Linked DNA regions of Mus musculus: region 1 is linked to region 2. The links are chromatin contacts, called in public promoter capture Hi-C maps. All regions are on one chromosome and are shown on one strand. The core of a region is the stretch at or near the end of the contact, and the rest is flanking DNA. Distances in the headings are between cores, read along the strand shown.

Region 1 (3,744 bases), core at 729-3,228, 150 kb before region 2:
AAAAAGAAACAGCTGGATATGGTGACACTTGTCGGCTATTTAGGAAGGCTGAAGCTGTAAGACTTGTTTAAAGGCATCCTAAATAGTAGTTTAGCAAGACCATATTTCCAAAAAAAAAAAAATTATTAAATTAACTTTGATTGATCAAGTAGCTTCTATCCCAAAAAGAAACATTTCTGCCCAGACCTGTTTCTTATTTCTGCTTGAAGCCCTCCAATCTGTCATAGTCTAAAGGACTGAAATACAGAAAATGAAAACATAAGAGACTGATTGTAGGCACGAGGGTTCTAAGTGAGAAAGGATGTTTAGAGAGCCAGCCAGTTAGAGTCAGGCAGCCCTTAAGTTTCCAGGCCAGTCCTAATTGCCATCTGTGGGCCTTTGTCAAGTCAGCAGTGCCTCAGTCTCTCCAGCTGTGCAATGAAGAGACTGTGGAGGTTGAGCCAGGTGTGTGGCACACACCTAGTATTCCCAACACCTGGAAGTAGAGGTCCATCTGCACTACAGGAGATAGTAGCTCCCTAAAATAAAGGTGGTGCATTAGTAGATGGACGGAGAAACCATACCAAGTACATATTTGACAGGGTCTTTGTGTACAATCATGGCCGGCCTCAGCTGGAATCATACTCTGGCACTGTAACACCAACTGAAACTTTATTTTCAACAACAGGGCCTGGATGTGCCCTTTACATTAATCCCAGCACTCTGGAGACAGAGGCAGGCAGATCTCTGTGAGTTCCAGGCCATCCTAGTCTACACAGTAAGTTCTAGGACAGTCAGGGCTACACAGAAACCCTGCCTCAAAAAATAAAAACAAAAACAGAACCAACCTTTCGGATGATAATCTGCAAAGGCTGAAAACCTTTCCACTCCCAAAAACGTTAGAGTCAATATCACCTATTCACTATCACGTCCCCTTTTCTGAGTACACTTCCCTGTTCAGGATTCTTAGCCCAATTCCTCAAAAAACAAAAACCAAAAACAATCAAAAAACATAAATGGACAAAGATGAACTTCCAGATGTAAAAGTTTGTTCTAAGTTGATGCGACTGTAGCTCAACCCTCTGGTCTCTAGAGGGCAGTCTATGAATGTTTGTTCCCGGAGCCCAAAGTGAATGTCAAAATTTCAATCTCTAGTAAATGATTAAGAGTAATAGCAAATTTTTCTATCATTGTCCTTTACCTTTTATATACAAGACTACAATGTTTATACTTTTGTTAAACTGCCCTTTTTTCTTGTTTAAGTAGACGCTTTTTAAAAAATTCATCACGCAGACTTTGGTGCATGCTTTTAAGTGAGGTACTCGAGGCAGAGACAGACAAATCTACCTCCGGAGTTCCGGATCAGCAGGGTCTACAAAGCTAGATTCAGACCAGCCAGAGCTACATAGTGAGACCTTGTCTCAAATAAAACATGGTTTTTCGGTATTGCTGTTTTCACACTTCAGAAATCCACTCTGGGAATCGTTGAGCCACTATTTTGGGCATCATTTCTGCCGTTATTCCTGGCCTTGCTTTCCCTAGGACTCAACGTTGCAACACCGAACTACCGAGGCGCGGGACAAAACCCTGGGTTTTCCCCGGGAATGTGGTCCCCATTCTCGTGGCCACCTTTCAAGGCCTTGTCACCTTCCACTGTCTAGATACAGAGCATCAGTTGTGCCTCACAATTCCCTACGGAGCTGCGGTCTGCTCTGGTCACCAGTGTGTGACCCCGGTCCCCGGGAGGCAGAGGCCTGTACCATCCAGGACCCGGCGACGCCCCGCCCCCCAGCTTCGCAACCCCGCGACCCGGCGACCCGGCGACCCGGCGACCCGGCGACCCGGCGACCCGGCGACCCGGCGACCGGGCGACAGTTGACAGTCCTCGTCAAGAGCAGCTGCAAAGCTAGGGGCCAATAGCTGCGGAGCCGGCGAGGGGCGTCAGGACGCCTGCACAAACTGTACACGTCACGGCCGAGCCCCGCCCCGCCCCGCCCCTCCGCTCTGGGCCGCTCTAGCCCTGCACGGGGCGGGTGAAATTGTTCCGCTGCCGACATCCAGCCGGGTAAGGGGACTGCGACCGGGAGAGAAAGGAGGGAGGGCAACGGTGGGACCAAGGCGGCCAGTGCCGCCAAATCTTGGAGTAACTTGGAGCAACCTCCAAATCTTAGCAGTAGCAAAAGAACCAGTATCTCCATATATGATGTCGGTGTGCTCCTGGGGTCGCAGGCTGGTGTTCTGTCCGAATTCTGGACAGACACACCCTCCTACCTAAAGTGTCTCAGAGAGTAAGGACTACTCTTGCACCACGGAGTAGCATTTCGGTATTTAGCAGGCCGCTCCTCCCAAACCTGGAACGGGGCTGGTAAAAAGCAGGTTGCTGAAATTAAGAGTAGATGGCAGGAAGAGTAGGGATCCCCGTGGCCCAGGCGTAAAGAGGAGAAAAATTCGCCTTTTCCATCTTCCTTCGCCATTTGTAAGAGTCCCATCCCTAGCATCTCAGCAACCAGCGGCTTCTTACTACTCTCCACTTTGACCATCCTAGGTCAGAGAGGCACTAGGTTGTGAGGAAGACACCTCAGCAGGACAGAGAGCAGAAAAATTAACTTCCTTCTCTAGCCCATCCCCTGACACCCTGGCCATTGACTCTGCTCAGTTTGCTGAGATCACTAGAATGCCATAGACTACGAGGTCAGGGTGGAGACTCTGAATTGAGGTTCAGTTCTCAGATGGGGTATTTATTTTAGAAGGGTGGAGGGAGAAAAGAGGAAAGGTCTGAGTGAATGTTATTACTTGTTTACTCTTCGTATCAGTTCCTCTGGGTAGAGATGAGGATACAAGTTCAGAGAGGCCCGCTGTGTTGCCATGGGAGCTGGTTAATGACAAGGCCTGGTTTTGCAAACCCCAGGCAGTTTGCTTCCAGGATTCTGGCTCCTTCACCCCATTAGGTTGCAGCCACCTCTTGTCTGTTTTCATCAGTCTCAATTTAGAAGTAATTATAAAATAGGGGCTGAGGATATGACTCAGTGGTAGAGTTATAATATTCTCAAGACCTTAGGTTCAATACACAGCATCATTAGAAAAAAAATTGGCAAACCTCTAATCTGTCCTTTAGTCCCTTTGCCTGGGGCATTGTTCTTTCTAGAAGCCTCTGTACCTTTCCATCCCCACTCCACCCCCATTCCTTTCGGCACAGTGTGTCTCTGAAGTGCTCCAAGTGTACTCTTAAGAACACATTTGGACCATGCACTCTCAGGTCTCCCAAACATGGGGTTTTCTTGGTTTGAAACCTAGAATCTATCTTCTTGTTGTAGGTCTTGCCACGATGCTGCTGCAGCTATACAGATCCGTGGTTGTGAGGCTTCCACAGGCCATCAGGTAGGTTTTCCCAAGCCAGTACTTATCTCCTAGCCTATCTCATAATTATCTTATCTGGTAGATATTTATCTTATCTGACACATAATATAGTACAGTATTGGAGGAAAGAGAAAGCCATATTTCGCTGGTCCTACCCATCCGGAAGAAACCAAATTCCAATTGCAAACTGGTGACTAATGAGGGAGAGGTGACTGACCACACTACTTCACTGGTGCTTTCTTGGGACGTTCTGTGCTACTAATATCTCTGTCTTCCAGAGTCAAGTCAACCCCCTTGAGGCTCTGCATTCAAGCATGCTCCACAAATGATTCACTTGAGCCCCAGCATCCCAGCCTTACCTTTTCTGATGATAACTCAAGGACTCGGAGATGGAAAGTCATGGGGACC
Region 2 (3,683 bases), core at 357-2,856:
TCCTCCCCTCCTTTCTGTATCCCCCAACCCCTGCCTCCTTTTGTTTTGTTTTATTTTGTTTCTGCTATTTATCTCAGGCTGCCTTAGCCTCCAAAATGCTGGGATTACAGCTATGTACCATCCCGTCTGTCAGAATTCTTCATTTTAGTGTCCTAGATGTTCCCAAGGGTGCTGGCTAGTTTTATATCAACTTGACATAGTCTAGGGTCGTCTGAGAGGAAGGAACGTTGATTGAGACGAAGCCTCCATAAGATCTGTAGGCAAACCTCTATGTAGAACATTTCCTTAATTGATAGGGAAGGGCCCAGCCCATGGTTGGCGGGGGCCATCCCTGGGCTGCTGGTCCTAGGTTCTATAAGAAAGCCGGGGGCTGGTGAGATGGCTCAGTGGGTAAGAGCACCCGACTGCTCTTCCGAAGGTCCGGAGTTCAAATCCCAGCAACCACATGGTGGCTCACAACCATCCGTAACAAGATCTGACTCCCTCTTCTGGGGTGTCTGAAGACAGCTACAGTGTACTTACATATAATAAATAAATCTTAAAGAAAGAAAGAAAGAAAGAAAGAAAGAAAGAAAGCCGGTTTAGCAAGCCAGTGAGCAGCACCCCGTCCCCCGCCCCCCATGGCCTCTGCATCAGCTCTTGCCTCCAGGTTCCAGCCCGGTTTCAGTTCCTGCCTGGACTCCCTTCAATGATGGACTATGATATGGAAGTGTAAGTCAAACAGACCTTTTCCTCCCCGACCTGATTTTGGTCAGCATCAGGAAACTATTGCAAAATGTAATAATTACTGCTGCCGTTGAACACCGCCCCTCCCTGACTATAATCTTAATCGGCCCTCTATGATAGAGATGACTAACTCTGGATTCTAAAAAGAAACAAAATCTCACTTATCTACCGATCTCCTCCCCTCACCCCACTTCTTCAAGACTGGAGTATTAGAACTCTAATGTTCATCACGCCCCAGCTGTCGCTGACTTGTTCCTTTTCACGGACAAGATAGGGGGACTGAGGACAGCACAGACAGGGCCGCTAGACAGGGTCGGTCATCCTAGACTTTCGTTCTAAATCGGTCTAATTTCCCTAACGTTTCGCAAGGGCAGCCAGTAAAAACTCAAAGAATATTCTTAGAGGCAAAAACGAACGTTCTCTGAGTATCAAACGCTGGGAAAGTTGACAAAGAATATTTAAGATTCAGACCAAACCCTGCCAAACCATTTGAACGTGTGGAGAGATACACCCTCAACTCTAGCTCACTCTGAACTCAGTAATTAGAGTAGCGGCTCTGCATGACGTAACTCCACAGGCGCTCCAATCCCACGTGGGAGGAGCAGCTGCTCCCGCCTCTTAAGTGGGACGCTACGCCCCGTTCTCTCCGTGACCAGTCAAATACTGTCTTTTGGTTTCTTTCCCCCCCTTTTCCCGCCATCCAACCCTCCCATCTTGACCCTCTGGTCCAATCACGGAGGCCCTGCCATCCCAAGTCCTCTCTAGCTTCCCAAGTCTACGCGGCGCTGCCCCAACAGGCAGGGGCGGGGCGGGGCTTGAGGTCCCGGGGGGAGCACCATATATTACTGGGGGGGAGCTGGACCAGACACTGAGCTGCCTGCAGCTGCTCGGGCGGGCACTCCCAGAAGCTGCCCCATGGAGCACTCCCCTGAAGAGGGCGCCAGCCCCGAGCCGTCAGGGCAGCCCCCTGCCACGGACTCCACGCGGGACGGGGGCTCCGGGGTCCCACCTGCCGGCCCAGGTGCGGCGAGCGAGGCCCTGGCGGTGCTGACTTCCTTCGGGCGCCGCTTGTTGGTGCTGGTGCCGGTGTACCTGGCAGGGGCAGCGGGTCTTAGCGTAGGTTTCGTGCTTTTCGGCCTCGCCCTGTACTTGGGCTGGCGCCGGGTCCGCGATGGGAAAGAACGGAGCCTGAGGGCAGCGAGGCAGCTGCTGGATGACGAGGAGCGGATCACCGCAGAGACGCTTTATATGAGCCACCGGGAACTACCTGCCTGGGTGAGTTACCACTTCAGCCCTTGGTGCAGTATAGCTCTTCCTAGCCCCTCAACTTGGGGCTCTCCCACCCTACAAAGTCAGCTCCCCCACCTAGGACAGCGGGCCCCCAGACTTTGCATCGTCCCGTTAGCGCTTGTGTGCTGGGACGCACCACTCCTGGACGCGGCCACCCACTCTCCCCGCCCACCCTTGCCGCAGAGCGGATCCTTCCACGGAATCGGGACTTCTTCCTCCGTCTCCTCGGACTACAGCAGTACATCTGAGCTGCCGCTCCCAGCCAAGCGTGTAGAATGCTCGCTCCTCCTGACTTCTGGTGCCACTCGCGCCTTTGCCGCGCTGCCTCTGGGGATCCCTCCACCCCCCACCCCGCGATGGCTCAGAGGTTCCCCCGCCTTTGCTAGCGCTTTCAAGGCTTTTTATCTACTTCAGGGCATTAGGGTTTTCCGTTTCCTGCCTTGTCTCTAGGTACCCGCTGAGACCCAGCCCTGCAAGCATTGTTCCGCTGAGTCCCAGCACCTGGAAATGACCTATCGCGGTCGCCTTCCAGCCTCAAGCCAGCCGGGCTGCTGGGCTAAGGGAGGAGGAGGTTCTGGGAAGAGGGTAGTGCGGCAGCTGTAGTTCCCGCTGCTCCTTTTTACTCGTACCCAGGGCGGCCCCACCCTTTTCCGGACTGTGAGCAGCCTTCGCTCGCTCGTTTGCTCAGCCGACCCAGGCCCTCATTACTATACCCTGTCTCCTGGGCTGAAAAGATGCCTCCCTCTGACCTTGCTAAGCTGAGCGGGTTACCAACCCCTTTGGGGTACCCTCCCTACTCTTCTCACTTAGAGGTGACAGGTAGAGAGAGGCAGACACCAGTCACACTTGCCATTCCCTGGAGAGAAAAGAAGAAGAAACGGTTTCATGTGCCCTAAGTAGCAACTGTTATTGCTACTCTTTATCCTTGGAATTAACCCAACACCTCCCTACCTCCGTGTACAGCACAGGTGTCCTTTCCCACTCAGGAAGAAAGAGAAAGGAGCTAGGGAGGAAAGGAATGAGGGAGAGAGTGCGGAGGCTTGCGCAGGCACTAGCGCACCAGCGCACCAGGCCTAAGACTTCCTGCCAGTCTCTAGGTTATCAGGGTTTGGTTTCTTCTTCACCTTCTTATACTGGAGCCCACGCCCGGTCCCAGGGGAGCAGGGAAGGCTGGACAAAGGAACTAGGACTTCTTCATCCCAGGATTCCCCGGAGTTCTGATTTGACAGGATCTCCTCCTGAAAGAATGTACCCTTCTCTTCAAGACTCCTCCCCCTCCCCCTCCTTGGCCCCAGAAGCTGCCATTTCGCATCTCTGAGCTAGCTGAAGCATCTCTATGTGGCCCCACATCCTACCCACTCCCCTTATTAAAGAAGCCTCAGTGTCCCCAAGTTCTAAGGAAAGAATTCTCCCACCCCCGGGATTGTATGCTTGGATCTGTGTTGAAACTTTTTTCTTACTGGGCGTGGTGACACGCCTTTAATCCTAGCACTTGGGAGGCAGAAGCAGGTGGATTTTTGTGAACTGGAGGACATCTTGGTCTTTATAGTGAGTTCCTGGTCAGCCAGGGCTACATATTGAAACCCTATCTACAAACAAACAGAAAAACAACTTTTTTCCCCCTTTGTTTAACTCATAGTCTCATATAGCCCAGACTGGTTTTGAAC

The links. Capture Hi-C pulls out chosen DNA fragments and counts their contacts.
Region 1: a contact with region 2 is called in a promoter capture Hi-C map of adipose tissue. The contact joins the promoter of Suox here to the promoter of Esyt1 in region 2. A contact is called at or near these places in 2 of 39 promoter capture datasets (embryonic stem cells and neural stem cells), 1 of 15 datasets of contacts at CTCF or cohesin (large pre-B cells), 6 of 484 Hi-C or Micro-C datasets (B cells, the N1E-115 cell line, Th1 cells and 1 more), 8 of 115 datasets of contacts at active chromatin or transcription factors (bone marrow-derived macrophages, embryonic hindbrain, embryonic stem cells and 2 more) and 4 of 9 other capture datasets (adipose tissue, embryonic stem cells, liver and 1 more).

What each region holds. Positions count from the first base shown.
Region 1 is chr10:128,672,152-128,675,895 of GRCm38.p6, reverse strand. It overlaps Suox (sulfite oxidase), which reads left to right and starts at 1,978. Exons shown (of 4, transcript NM_173733.3): 1 at 1,978-2,044; 2 at 3,294-3,357; 3 at 3,615-3,744. The coding sequence starts at 3,305.
Region 2 is chr10:128,523,782-128,527,464 of GRCm38.p6, reverse strand. Esyt1 (extended synaptotagmin-like protein 1) reads left to right here and starts at 1,606. Exons shown (of 31, transcript NM_011843.2): 1 at 1,606-2,001. The coding sequence starts at 1,642.